Regions from separate parts of the Mus musculus genome. Here region 2 is linked to region 1. A link is a contact called in public HiChIP or PLAC-seq data. All regions are on one chromosome and are shown on one strand. Each heading gives the region's core, a stretch centred on a gene start, on an enhancer-like site or on the middle of the called end of the contact. The rest is flanking DNA. Distances are from core to core; before and after follow the strand shown. Region 1 holds the start of Cks1b (CDC28 protein kinase 1b). Region 2 overlaps Kcnn3 (potassium intermediate/small conductance calcium-activated channel, subfamily N, member 3).

The links. HiChIP or PLAC-seq counts read pairs in DNA pulled down with a chosen protein or histone mark.
Region 2: an H3K4me3 HiChIP or PLAC-seq map of the SCID.adh cell line shows a contact between it and region 1, with 13 read pairs. The contact joins the enhancer-like site here to the promoter of Cks1b in region 1. A contact is called at or near these places in 3 of 39 promoter capture datasets (cranial neural crest, hippocampal neurons and neural stem cells), 2 of 115 datasets of contacts at active chromatin or transcription factors (the SCID.adh cell line and embryonic forebrain) and 1 of 9 other capture datasets (adipose tissue).

Annotation. Positions count from the first base shown.
Region 1 is chr3:89,416,962-89,419,661 of GRCm38.p6, forward strand. Cks1b (CDC28 protein kinase 1b) reads right to left here and starts at 1,330. Exons shown (of 3, transcript NM_016904.1): 1 at 1,194-1,330. The coding sequence starts at 1,252. It also overlaps a transcript of Shc1 not described here.
Region 2 is chr3:89,665,677-89,668,550 of GRCm38.p6, forward strand. Kcnn3 (potassium intermediate/small conductance calcium-activated channel, subfamily N, member 3) reads left to right here. Exons shown (of 8, transcript NM_080466.2): 8 at 1,409-2,874. The coding sequence ends at 1,705. Among named protein-coding and RNA genes, the nearest start is that of Adar, 64 kb to the right of the region's middle. Within about 2 kb of position 1,610, at least 10 of the 459 cell types and tissues checked have an H3K27ac peak or open chromatin away from gene starts, as enhancers often do. A contact at or near this core is called in the SCID.adh cell line, where this site is marked.

The DNA of each region.
Region 1 (2,700 bases), core at 80-2,579:
TTACGGAACAGGTATGAAGACAAACATGCAAATGTTCATACTTCTAAGGGATGTGCTATGATACTTGGAAAATCCCAAGCTTTCCCAAACATAAGTTTATGGCAAAAAATTACCTGACTTGACTCAGGCTACCCCAAGTAGATTTACTTTATCATGCTCAGTGAAGATGTACTAAATGCTTCTTCCTTTGTGATAATAACAAGAGCCCCACCCCATTGTTGTCCAAATGTCAGAAAAGAGCTTCCATTCTAACTGTGACTTCGATACACAGAACCAAAAAAAAAAAAAAAAAAAGAAAAAAAAGAAAAAAAAGAAAAAAAAAAAAGAAACCCAAACAAACCCCTCCTTTAAACAAAAATGCCAAGGCTAAGCTGGAGTTACAGCTTCCCAGAGATGAAGCCACTCATTTCTCCAGCCATGCAAATGCTGTAAGTGTAACATTGTTACAGACGTGGAAAACAGCTGAGTACTTTACACTTGAGACAAGGTTCCATCTGTAGTGTGATCTGGGCTGGACCCTATGACAATCCTGCAGCCTCAGCTTCCAGAATGCTGAGATTAAAGATGTGAGCTACCGTACCAGCTTATCTTGCACCTTAACAGAAAACACTTGAAACCTCTATGCGCGCCATGAATGATCAAGTATTTGAAAGGTATCTACCCACGGCCACAGTCTTCATGCCACTCCAAGTCCTGTAAAAGCCTATCTAAAACAAGGCTGACAACTACTCATCTTTTTTATAAACTAAAAACCACCAACACTGAGGCTCTCTTAGAACCGTCCTTTCATCAAGAGCATGAAACTTTCAGTTCTGCACGGGCTACCTTCTTTCTCCCAGCAGACTTTGAGATTTCAGTAACGCGAGCAGTTCCTATTAGGGAAATCGCCACAACAAAGTTGCTTTAGTGATGTGAATTCCCAGAGGTAAAACTGATCAGAGCTACAAGACGCTTCAATTTAACAGCCGGCCAACTCTAAGTTCCCTTTCATTGTTTTACATCCTCCGTCCACCTTTTGCGCATGTGCTTTGCTGCTGTACCCAATCCCACCCCCACCCCACTCCCCGGTAATTCCTTGCGCACGCGCCCGTTCTACACTGTCCCCCGCCCCCATCCCCCGCCTCCCACTCCGGCCTAGGTAACTAACTCCTCGCGTGCTCTCTTTTGTCTGTAGTCCCCGCGCCGGCACTAACCGGTATTCGAACTCCTCGTCGTCGTATTTGTCCGAATAGTAGATTTGTTTGTGGGACATGATTGCTCTGTCCGAGGGCGCTCAGCCCCGCGCCGCAGGCCTCCAGACAACTCCCAGCAGCACGCGCTCCCACCCTCTTTGGCCTCGCTTTCAAACACACCGCCCGCACTTCCTATTGGTCTCTGCGGCCGAAGGCGGGACAGCTCCATTTTGAAGTCCTCGATTGGCTTGCTTTGGCGTCTCTTCAAGTCGTAAATGGAGTGCTGTGCTCAGGTTTCTGAAGAATGAGCTGGGTCAAACTAGGATTCTCATTGGCTCTCACTGCGCCCCTTGAGCCTGCTGGCGCAGCCATTGGCCAACTTTGGAAAGCAGACGGGTAAAGGAGGGACAGCGAGGTAGGGGGTCAGGGGTTAGTGAGGCCGGAAGTGAGTGTAATAAAGTTTGTCTGGGGAGGCCCAGGCTGGGGTGAAAGTTGGGGCGGTGACTTAAGCAGACAGTTGCGTGATCCGGAACCAGATCGGCCCGCGGTGCGGTGCGGAGACTCCATGAGACCCTGGTAAGTCTAGACTTTCTTTCTGTGGCGACCAACTCCTCTTCCACCCCGGAACCCCTCTCCCAGGACCCTACTTCCGGTCTTGCTGTATAAGTCCCGCCCCCGAGACCCCTCTCCGGAAGTCCCACCTTCCTACTTCAAGGGGCTCCCTGAACCCCGACTTGTCTCTTATGATCGCGACCACACCCTGTGGTCTTACTTTCCTGGGAATCGCACCCCCAGACGTGTTTCCCAGCACCATATGATTAGTCTTCCTTGTTCTCTCTCTGAGTCTGCCTCTTCAGGATTCTCGGTTGAACCCAGTCTATCCATTGCCTGGCTTCCAAAAGAGGGAAAACCGTGCTTTTGAAAGACCGATGTGACTTTGTAGAAGTGACGCCTCTTTGGGACCCCGCCCCTTTGGGACCCGCCCCTTCCACTGTCCACGTCCGATCCTGGGAATGTGCCGTACTCCCTGTTTAGGGACCTTGTCCCCTCAGGATTCTCCTTCCTCTTGGGCTTGGGTCAGTGCCGCAAAACCCAGGTCTTAAATGCCTGACGTTTCATCCGCTTCTATATCCCTCTCCTTGTTTTAAGCTTTGGGCTTAATTCTCCTGAGCTCTGGTGCTCCATAAGGTGGGGGGTTGAAATTTGTGGTTGTAAGGAGTGAGCTTATTAGCAGCGTCGCCCCTCTCCCCTCTTCGCCCACCCCCGTAACCTTCGAGAGTGAATTAAGTCGAAGGGACTGAATTTCGTTTACAGCTGGAGAGTGGATGAAGGAAAGGAGACTCTTGACTCCTTTGAGACCCCATCCCAAAGACAGCCATAGATGGCACCTTCCCATGCCTGGATTGGACTAAGCATTGGTTTGTGTGAGCCTAACGGGAGTCAAAGTTTTCCTGCTGTCAAAAGAAAAACTGTTTTGGAGACAGGAGTAGAGGTTCTCGTCCTTTCCGCTGTTTTTACAAGACCCCTC
Region 2 (2,874 bases), core at 360-2,859, 250 kb after region 1:
GAGCAGTGGTTCTCAGCCTTCCTAATGCGGTGAGCCCTGAATACAGTTGCTCATTTGAGGTAACCCTAACCACAGAATGATTTCATCTCAGCCTCATAACTGTAATTTTGTTCTTGTTATGTATGAATCGTCATGCAGGATATCTGATATGCCAGCCCCAAAGGGGTCTTGACCCATAAGTTGAGAACTGCTGTCCTAGAGAAATGCCAGGTCAGATGAGATTAGGGTAATTTCATACACACACCACACCACACCACACACACACCACACCACACCACACCACATGGGCACGGGCATCAGAACCCCCTTTCCTCTCTCTGGGTGTGAGACTTGAGAGCCAGCATTCCCGGTGCTTGTTGATTGTCTGCCGTGTATAGTCTAGGCTTCTGCAATCAGCATAGGAATCACGGGGTGTCTGTGCAGGGAGCTCTGATAACAAGTGGGACCCAAGAGCAGTGTGTGACAGTGTTGGAGACAGGAGGCCATCAGGAGCACCCTCAATGCAGCCTTTGCCAGGCAGCATGGGAGGCGGGCCTGCTCTGAGGAGTCAAGTGTCGTCTGCCCAACCAAAACCTCAGCCAGGTCAGACAGCCCTTAAAAGAAGCAACCTGCTCCAGGGCTTCTCTACCTCCTCTGGAGCCAAGGAGCAGACGGGTGGCTCGTCAGCAGGGCAACCCCTTGTGGTCCAGGATCATGCCTGAGGCATTAATGACATTTTATATTCTGACTGCTGCATAGAAAGGGGGTGGGGATGCAATCTCATAACTATGTGTAGTTATTAACTCTGATTTTATAAGGAGGTCAGGGTAGGAGAGGTTAAGTGGCCTACTAGTGAGCTGAACTTGCACTTGAACCTTGACTTGTTAATTAGGAGTCTACAGCCTTGGCCATTCTCACCTCAGTGTCTCCTCTTGAATCATTAGACGGCAGCACTCTGTGTGAATTGACAACCATGTAGAGCCATATTCAATTTAAGAAAGGGACGTGTTTCTTTTCTTCCATGCATATTTTTTATTTAAAATAGATAACTAAATTGGGCGTGGTGATGTATATCCTTAGTCCCCAGCACTCAGAAAGCAGAAACAGATCTCGGTGAGTTCAAGGCCAGCTGGGTCTACAATACTGAGTTCCAGGACACCCACAAGTATGTAGTGAAACCCTGTATCAAAAGAACAAAACAAAACAAATTATAAAATTGATCCTCGATATCCATTCCTTTTAGAAAAAAAAAGGGGTGCCCACCCCAGCCTGTCCATCACCTGGGAAGTCCTGGAATTCTCCTTTGGTGACACGGGAGGAAGCTGGGCGGAGGTGGCTCCAGCTGCAGGGTGGAGGGCATTTCATCTTCCCACAACAGAGTCCTCTGTGGTGATGGTCTTCTTCCTGCCTCCCCCTCTGTCTCTCCCAGATGCAGAACGTCATGTATGACTTAATCACGGAGCTCAATGACCGGAGTGAAGATCTAGAAAAGCAGATTGGCAGCCTGGAGTCCAAGCTGGAGCACCTCACAGCCAGTTTCAATTCCCTGCCCCTGCTCATCGCAGATACCCTGCGCCAGCAGCAGCAGCAGCTGCTCACTGCCTTCGTGGAGGCCCGGGGCATCAGTGTGGCCGTGGGAACTAGCCACGCCCCTCCCTCTGACAGCCCTATCGGGATCAGCTCCACCTCTTTCCCAACCCCATACACAAGTTCAAGCAGTTGCTAAATAAAACTCCCCACTCCAGAAGCATTACCCATAGGTCTTAAGATGCAAATCAACTCTCTCCTGGTCGCTTTGCTGTCAAGGAAGTTGCAGACCAGGGAACAGAACGAAGAGAGATGGAACGGATGAGCTGACTCATGTCCTTTCAGCGTGCTTTGTTCGATATGCCTTGAAACCAGAAATCTAATCTCTGTTTAGGTGCCTCTACTTGGGAGCTGGAAGACGAGGTGACGGGAAGCAACGCCTCTGTCAGGGCCCTTGCTGCAGAGTTGGCGGAGAACAGAAATCCCTGCTCAATCTCAGGTTTTCACAGGGAGGTGGGGAGGGGCAGCCACTCTGAAGCAGCTGAGAGGGAAGCCAGCCAAAGTGGGGTGTGCTGAGCAAGGGTGGTATTAGGTTTGGGGAGTGGGTTCCTGGCTGCCTTGGGACCTCAGCTCACCTGTCCTGTCCTTTTGTCTAAGGAAGCCTCTGGGTGGTAAAAAATAAAAGAGAGCCGCCCAGAATTTTCCAAAACGGACATACCCAAATTAGACTTGGGGAGGGTGGTGACGTAGACAAATAAAAAGCCAGATTTTCCATCCAATAATACTATCCATCATATACACACACAGATGTTCAATCCAGGTCATTTTCTGTTTGAGTTGAGCCCAAATGAAAGGGACCTGGTACCTCCCCCTGCACACAGTAATTCTGCATTGAGATGATGCATGGGGTGTGTTTAGTTGAGGACGTTAGAGGGTATTGGCCACATTTTGACCTTCATTGAAGATGCAGGTCCCTCCTTCACAGTGCCCTGGACATGCATGTGGCCTGATTTAAATGTATGCCAACTCCACACTGGAGAGATAAACGTCCTTTTAAAAACAACAGCTTTTGAAGAGGTTTCATCCAGCCAAATAAGCTGTGTGCTGATGGAACCCATGTTCCCAGGTGTCTGTGTGTGTGGGGGAGCGGGGGGGGGGGGGGGAGGAGGAGACAAGCGTGCCCAGTGCCACCATAGTGAATGCAACTATTGTCTGGGGCCGAAGCATCTTCAGCCAGCAGCAGGTTCCAGCCGGAGATGTAGGAGTGTGGAAGGATCAGTGCCTAACACTGCTAGGTTGGGAGGAGAAAGGTAGAGAGTGGCTCCTGTGGTCCCTTCTACCTTACCTGACATCATCTCAAAATGAAAC